2 separate regions of the Sus scrofa genome follow, and region 1 is linked to region 2. The links are chromatin contacts, called in public Hi-C maps. All regions are on one chromosome and are shown on one strand. Each heading gives the region's core, a stretch centred on a gene start, on an enhancer-like site or on the middle of the called end of the contact. The rest is flanking DNA. Distances are from core to core; before and after follow the strand shown.

Region 1 (3,510 bases), core at 883-3,382, 88 kb before region 2:
GAAAAACAGTAACACAAGATTAAACTTGCCCTATGATCAAGCTACTTTTTTTTTTTTTTTCTTTTTGCTATTTCTTGGGCCGCTCCCCCGGCATATGGAGGTTCCCAGGCTAGGGGTCGAAGCGGAGCTGTAGCCACCGGCCTACGCCAGAGCCACAGCAACGCGGGATCCGAGCCGCGTCTGCAACCTACACCACAGCTCACGGCAACGCCGGATCGTTAACCCACTGAGCAAGGGCAGGGACCGAACCCTCAACCTCATGGTTCCTAGTCGGATTCGTTAACCACTGCGCCACGACGGGAACTCCAGGATCAAGCTACTTCTTAAAACGCGAAATAAACATGACTTAAGGATCTACTCATCTATGTAATTAATGTTCACTTTCTTCCCGTTGTTTGTACACTTCTTGAGGTTCCGTAGTTTAAACGACTGAAAATTTCTTATCCAAATGCCAGTGATTCACAACAGCTCCTAGGACTTCCACAACCAAAGATTTTTCTGGATCCTAACAAAGAGGGTCTGTAGTTTCCCTACAATAACTACTTCCTCCAGAGACTGCACAACCTTATCAGCAAATTGCGGTTCCCTGATACCAAAAATAAGCCATCACGAAAACCAGGCGTGGTTCTAAGTTATTTCCTAAAGGAGAAAGTCCACTCCAGTGTTTACAACAACGCAGGAAAGAAAAGGCAAAAATCTGCAAAATGTCGCCAGGTCGGCAACTCAGGAACTATAAACTTTGATCCTGGGCTTCTGCCCACTAGCAAAGGCCAGGTGGTCGAGTGCTTTCCCCTACACCTGCGCCGCGCTGGCAAGGGACGGATGCTCAGGGAAACCGCACTTCTGCGGTTGGTCCCGGCCTGGACAGGCGATGGGAGCCCCCCGCTCGGGCCCCACCTCACCTTCACCGGCAGAGGCGGCCCAGGGAGGCTCTCCAGGCACCCCTTCACACCCAGGGCGGCCGCCGCCCCGACCTCGGCGATTAGGTTATGGCCGCAGGCGTGCCCGATGTCGGGCAGCGCGTCGTACTCGCAAAGGAAGCCCAGGTGCAGCGGGCGCGTCGCCGCCAACCCCCGCGGCGGCGGCCCCCACTCGGCGCGGAAGGCCGTGGCCAGCTGGTAGTGCGGCTGCACGGCCCACGACCCGGCCGGGGGCTCGCTCTCGAAGAAGCGCGTCAGCACGCCGTGGGCATGGTGCTCCTCGTAGGCCAACTCCGGCTTGTTCCAGATCGCTCGGCTCAGAGCCCCCAGGCGCTCGGCCGCTTCGTCGATGCAATCCGCGGCGCGCAGCTTCAACAGCTCCAGCTGGGAGACGCCGACGCAGGCGCCCCCCTCCACGGGCCGCTCCTCTTCGGGTCTCATCGTGCCCACAGCTGCCAGCCGGTCAGCGCTCCTCGGGACGGCCGGCTGGATCCCTCCCTCCTCGCGGCCCACTGCGCCTGCGCACGCGCTGGGCGTCCTCTCAGGTTGTCTCCACAGCTCCCGGGAGACCCGCTCCCAAGCCGCGGGCCCCGCCTCCAGCGTATCACCAGAAACGTGCTCCGCCCCTTCTGCAGCCAGCAGAAACCCGCTCCCTAGGAAGACATCGGGTTCTGAGAGTCCTCGTCTCGGATCCATACCCTTGACTGTTCTGACTACTGACTTATACTCTAAGGTCGTTATTACATTTCCACTGTTGCTTATCTCCACAACCTCGGAATGAGAACGGTTTCATTGGCTATTAGGCATCAGGGGCAGACCAAGTGGAACACAGTCCACGGCAAAAGGCCGCTTTCCTTTCTAGATTAGTAATACAGATTTATATAAGGTTTTTAGTTCATAAACTGGGTGTCAATATAAATGCTTTACAAAAAAACCCTCTGGACTATAGACTTTGCAGTTACTTAAGTTTTCAGTACTGCCCTGCATTCTTCTCCTTGAGGGTGCTGTCTTGTATAATAGCTGTAAATACTCTATGTGGCTTTCTTATTAGAATCAAAACTTACTAGTGTCTAGAACAGTACGTGGCGTTTGTAGTAAGCACTAGACATGTATTAGCTATTATAGTCTGAATAGAATTAAGAATTTAAAATGAGATTTTTTTAAAGCCCAAAAGAAAGAATTAATGAAAATATTTGTAGTCTTATATATTCATATTATTTTGTTGATTTGTGTTATTTTTAATAATAAAAGCTTTGAGAGAGAAGCTATTTTCTGACTATTTTTGATTACAACTTTGAGCCTGAACTCAAGTAACACGATGTGTGCCATTGGTGTGCACATTATAACTGGGTTTTAGATTACCCAATGAAGAAATTCAAGATGCTTGTGCTCCTGTTTTTCTCCTGTGAAGCACAAAGCTTGAAAAACTGTTGTTGATGATATAGCTATTAATAGTACTGTAGAAATTTATATTTTAAAGGTGTTCTACATAGCAAGAGCTTTCCTCAGCTTTTTATACTTTATCATCTCTTAATTTGTCAAAATAATGTTAAATGGAACACAATATATTTATATAATAAGACAAATGTATTTCTTGAAAATAAGTCTAAAGGAAGCTAATATTCACAAAGACTGTCTACTACTGTTTTTATCTACTAACCGTACTAACAATACCAGAGTCACATTCTAAATCTGAAAATGTATCATCCCTTAGTTAACACTCTAACTGAAACTCAGCCCTAAGGATGACAAATGTGGTATTAAATTCCTGGACCCCCTTGTCTATGCTTAATAAACCTCACCTTCCTCAAAGTAAAACAAACAAACAAAAAACACCTAACTCATATATACTTCTGCAAAATTCCCGTCTGTGAGATTCAGTGCTACTGTGCTCAGGTAGTTGGCTTAAAAAAAAAAAAAAAAAAAAAAAAAAGGCCTTGTTTGAACAAAAATAATAGGTGACGTTTATAGAGCCCTTACTCTGTGGCAGGAACTTAACATGTGCTAAGTGCTTTGCAGGTATTAACTCATTTAATTCTCATAACAATTTATGAGATTGTTACTATGTCTATCTTCACTTTATAGAGACACTGTCCAAGATTACACAGCTAGTAAGTAGTGGATCCAGTATAGAACAGAAGCCAGTCTGGCTCCAGTGGCCTACTTTTAGCCACCATGCTCCACTGTTAATGTAAGCAGACATCCAAATTTTAAATGCAGCTACAGCTTGTCAATTTACATCAGAACCCATATCACTCATTTTGAATAAAACTACTGCAGCAACCCTGGCTGTTGACATTAGTAGTACCCATTTTGCTTGCTTTATCAACAAACAACAACAGAAAAGGGGTGCATATAAATTCTGTATAGAAGCTGCTATTTATATTTTTTGCTAGGAATTAACAAAGCTGTTGCCTGAGGTGGAGAATAGGTTCACTTCAGGCTTTGTTCTCTGTGTGTGCAGGTGCATGCATGCATGTATGTCTTGTGTTTCCATTGTTGGCAGCCAGTATTTCTTATGGTGCTTTGTATCCTTGAATTTGTTTAATAAGTGGTGATAATTTGTTGAATGTTTATCTTCACCTCCAGT
Region 2 (3,198 bases), core at 333-2,832:
TTTTTTAATATAATTTCTAAAGGTTACACTCCGTTTACAATTACCACAACGTATCGGCTATCTTCCCCATGTTGTACAATATATCTTTGTAGTATGAGGGGTTGATAAGTAAAAGTTTTGGTCTATGCTGTAGGAATAATTTGTGAAGAGAGGGGAGAAGGAGACAGTAAAGAAGATGTCTTTGACCAAAGAAGTGGATTAATGACCATTTCAATTGTGAAGGAAAAGAAGTTCCCCCCAAAAAACCTCATAGAGATCCATAAGGGAAAGGAAAAAGCTGGAAAGAGATTTGCCCTAGGTGTCACAGGCATAGTGATGGAGGTGGGGGGGTGGGGTGGGAGGGAACTGGCGTGAATGTTGAAAAATACACATAGAAATACCTCACATTGGAGTTCCCGTTGTGGCGTAGTGGTTAACGAATCCAACTAGGAACCATGAGGTTGCAGGTTTGATCCCTGGCCTTGCTCAGTGGGTTAAGGACCCGGTGTTGCCGTGAGCTGTGGTGTAGGTGGCAGATGTGGCTCGGATCCCACATTGCTGTGCTGTAGTGTAGGCCAGTGGCTACAGCTCGATTAGACTCCTAGCCTGGGAAACTCTATATGCTGTGGGTGTGGCCCTAGAAAAGGCAAAAAGAAAAAAAAGAAAAAAAAAAGAGAGAGAGAGAAATACCTCACATTGTTGATCCATGAGGGGACTTCTCACAAGTACTATCAAGAGCCATGAAAATGCCTGATTTTATGGCTCCCCCAGAGCACTATGAGTGCCATGAGGAATTGTTTGGTCACTGGTTGCTATGTATGGTGATGAGACCCAGTGCAGGGAGAGGGCATAGTCCTGCCCTGCTTAGTGATTATTCTCTTCAGGGAACATCAAGTAACAGTGGAACCAGAGGATGAGCTGGAACGATAAACCACAGTATCTGGACACACTGTTTCTTCAAGCACGAGCACCTGAAAGGGTGGTACCAGGGACCTCTGGCCACTCAAGTAAAACTCAATAAAAGTTTAGTTAATAACTTGTATGACAGAACTTCTGTGGCTTATCATTTATTCCCCCAAATTTTCTTCTATTGAATAATTCCAATAAAAAATAAGTTCAGGGATTTCCCTGGTGGCTCAGTGGGTTAAGGATCAGTGTTGTCATGATGTGGCTCAGGTTTGATTCCTGGCCTGGGAACTTCTACATGCCTTGAGTACAGCCCCCCGCCCCAAAAGCTCAAAAATGAGTTCTTATTGTGGTGAAGGTTGTTGCACACCTCTGTATTACCAGAAGTTATTGAATTATGCACTTAAGAAGTCCATGGAATGTAAAATGATACTTCAAAAAACCTAAAAAAAAAGACAGAATTTATATTTATTAAATATTGTAATGACATATTTAAAAATTTAATTCAGGTTGAGCTCAAAGTCATACTCAGGGTTGATTTATTAAATTATTAATTTAAGCAGCCTACCAGGGTACAGCTCTAATAAGAGGAAGATCCACTGGAAAGAAATTAGGTTACTCATTATGTGTTTCTAGTATTAGTTAATATAAACCAGAAGTGAAACTGTAACACTGCCCAGGACAATAAGGAGTTGGTGTGAGGTTCTAGAAAGTTCCTTCCTTGCAACACTTCTTGGCCAGTATGCGCTCTTGCTCTTCCTGGTACACTCCAGCCCACACTGTCTACCTCCATCTCCTTAACCTTTCTTTGCTTGTCACTTGTCTGGATGTGCTTTGCTGCAAGGAGTGATGATAATTTTTTTATACTGAAGGAGGAAGACAGCTAGAAGACAGAGTAAGTTTTGCTGACAGGAAAAAGGCCAAGTACAAACTTGCATATAAATCAGCCCGCTGGTTAGTCATCCTTCTCACCAATAAAGCTATGCGTATCTGGAAGGTGACCAGTGAAACTCCCTATCTGGAATGCTCAGTGGCTTGCCTGGTTCCTGTGGACTTTGGAAGGCCCGCAGCTGATGGTTCAGACACAAGTGTACCGAGGTGGGGCCCCTGTTTCATGATCTCTTCACAGCTGTGATTGTGTAATCCTTATTCACGGCAGTGAGAAGTCACTGAATATTCCAGGCTTACGCCTGTGTTACTAAATGTTTGGTGTTTGCTGCCAAACTGAAATGCTTAAAACACCCAGCAGTGGTAGGCAACTCAAAGTCTCCAGTCAGAAGGGCTGCTTTCTGGAGTAATTAACAACACATGCCAAGTTCTGCCTCCTTGCTTCTCCTCGTGTGATCCTCCCTTTCCTGCTGCTCTGTCAGCCCGTCCACGCCAGGCCCCCTGAGCCTTCTTCCCTAAGCGCCAGCTCAGAGTCTCAGCCTCTCCTGAGTCTCTGTCCAGGCTCTGTCCCTTGGGCATCTGTGTGATTTAGGGAAGTTCTTTTACCTTCTCCAGAAAATGGGGCAATACGTCTTGGGGGTGTTGTTTGGCACGAGGTTCTCGATAAGAATGAATATCTCCTTGGAGTTCCCATCGTGGCACAGTGGTTAACGAATCTGACTGGGAACCGTGAGGTCTCAGGTTCAATCCCTGGCCTTGCTCAGTGGGTTAAGGATCTGGCATTGCCGTGAGCTGTGGTGTAGGTTGCAGATGCGGCTCGGATCCCGTGTTGCCCTGGTTCTGGCGTATGTCGGTGGCTACAGCTCCAATTAGACTCCTAGCCTGGGAACCTCCATATGCTGCAGGAGCAGCCCTAGAAAAGGCAAAAAAAGACCAAAAAACAAACAAACAAACAAAAAAAAGAATGAATATCTCCTAGCTCTTCCAGGAGAGATACATTATACCACGTTCCTCTGAATGGAATGTACTTCACAAGTTAGCACTTTATTATAAACTTGGACTTTGCTCCCTATTTCATGTAGCATTTATCTGATAACCACAGGGAACCTACACCCTCCCTGGTGAGAGGAAAAAGGCTGTACTCTTTTCTGAAGCTGTCTTCGAAAGTCTACTTAGTCACAGAGAAAGATGACGAAGCTTTGGACTGTGTCATGATTGGTGGGCAGTTAAGTTTGTTGGCACCACTGTTTTCAGCTCCATTAGGTTGTGGTAACAGGATCAGCCCAGGTGATAATGAAGTTGGGACCCTGTGATCAGGCTGCTGGACCCTAGTTACTGGCTGACCACTGTGTGGGGTTGTCTCTTGGCATCATATTAGTGCAGTTTCTCGGAGGGTGGAAAGCCCTCAATTACTGTAACAGAGGG

The links. A called contact is a pair of places that touch in the nucleus more often than the background predicts.
Region 1: a contact with region 2 is called in a Hi-C map of liver, with 5 times the contacts expected there. The contact joins the promoter of PM20D2 here to the enhancer-like site in region 2. A contact is called at or near these places in 3 of 47 Hi-C or Micro-C datasets (epiblast stem cells, liver and skeletal muscle) and 1 of 2 datasets of contacts at active chromatin or transcription factors (alveolar macrophages).

The regions. Positions count from the first base shown.
Region 1 is chr1:57,186,641-57,190,150 of Sscrofa11.1, reverse strand. PM20D2 (peptidase M20 domain-containing protein 2) reads right to left here and starts at 2,132. Exons shown (of 7, transcript XM_013992683.2): 1 at 903-2,132. The coding sequence starts at 1,616.
Region 2 is chr1:57,098,320-57,101,517 of Sscrofa11.1, reverse strand. No RefSeq gene overlaps it. Among named protein-coding and RNA genes, the nearest start is that of PNRC1, 28 kb to the left of the region's middle. Within about 2 kb of position 1,582, at least 44 of the 83 cell types and tissues checked have an H3K27ac peak or open chromatin away from gene starts, as enhancers often do. A contact at or near this core is called in alveolar macrophages, liver and skeletal muscle, where this site is marked.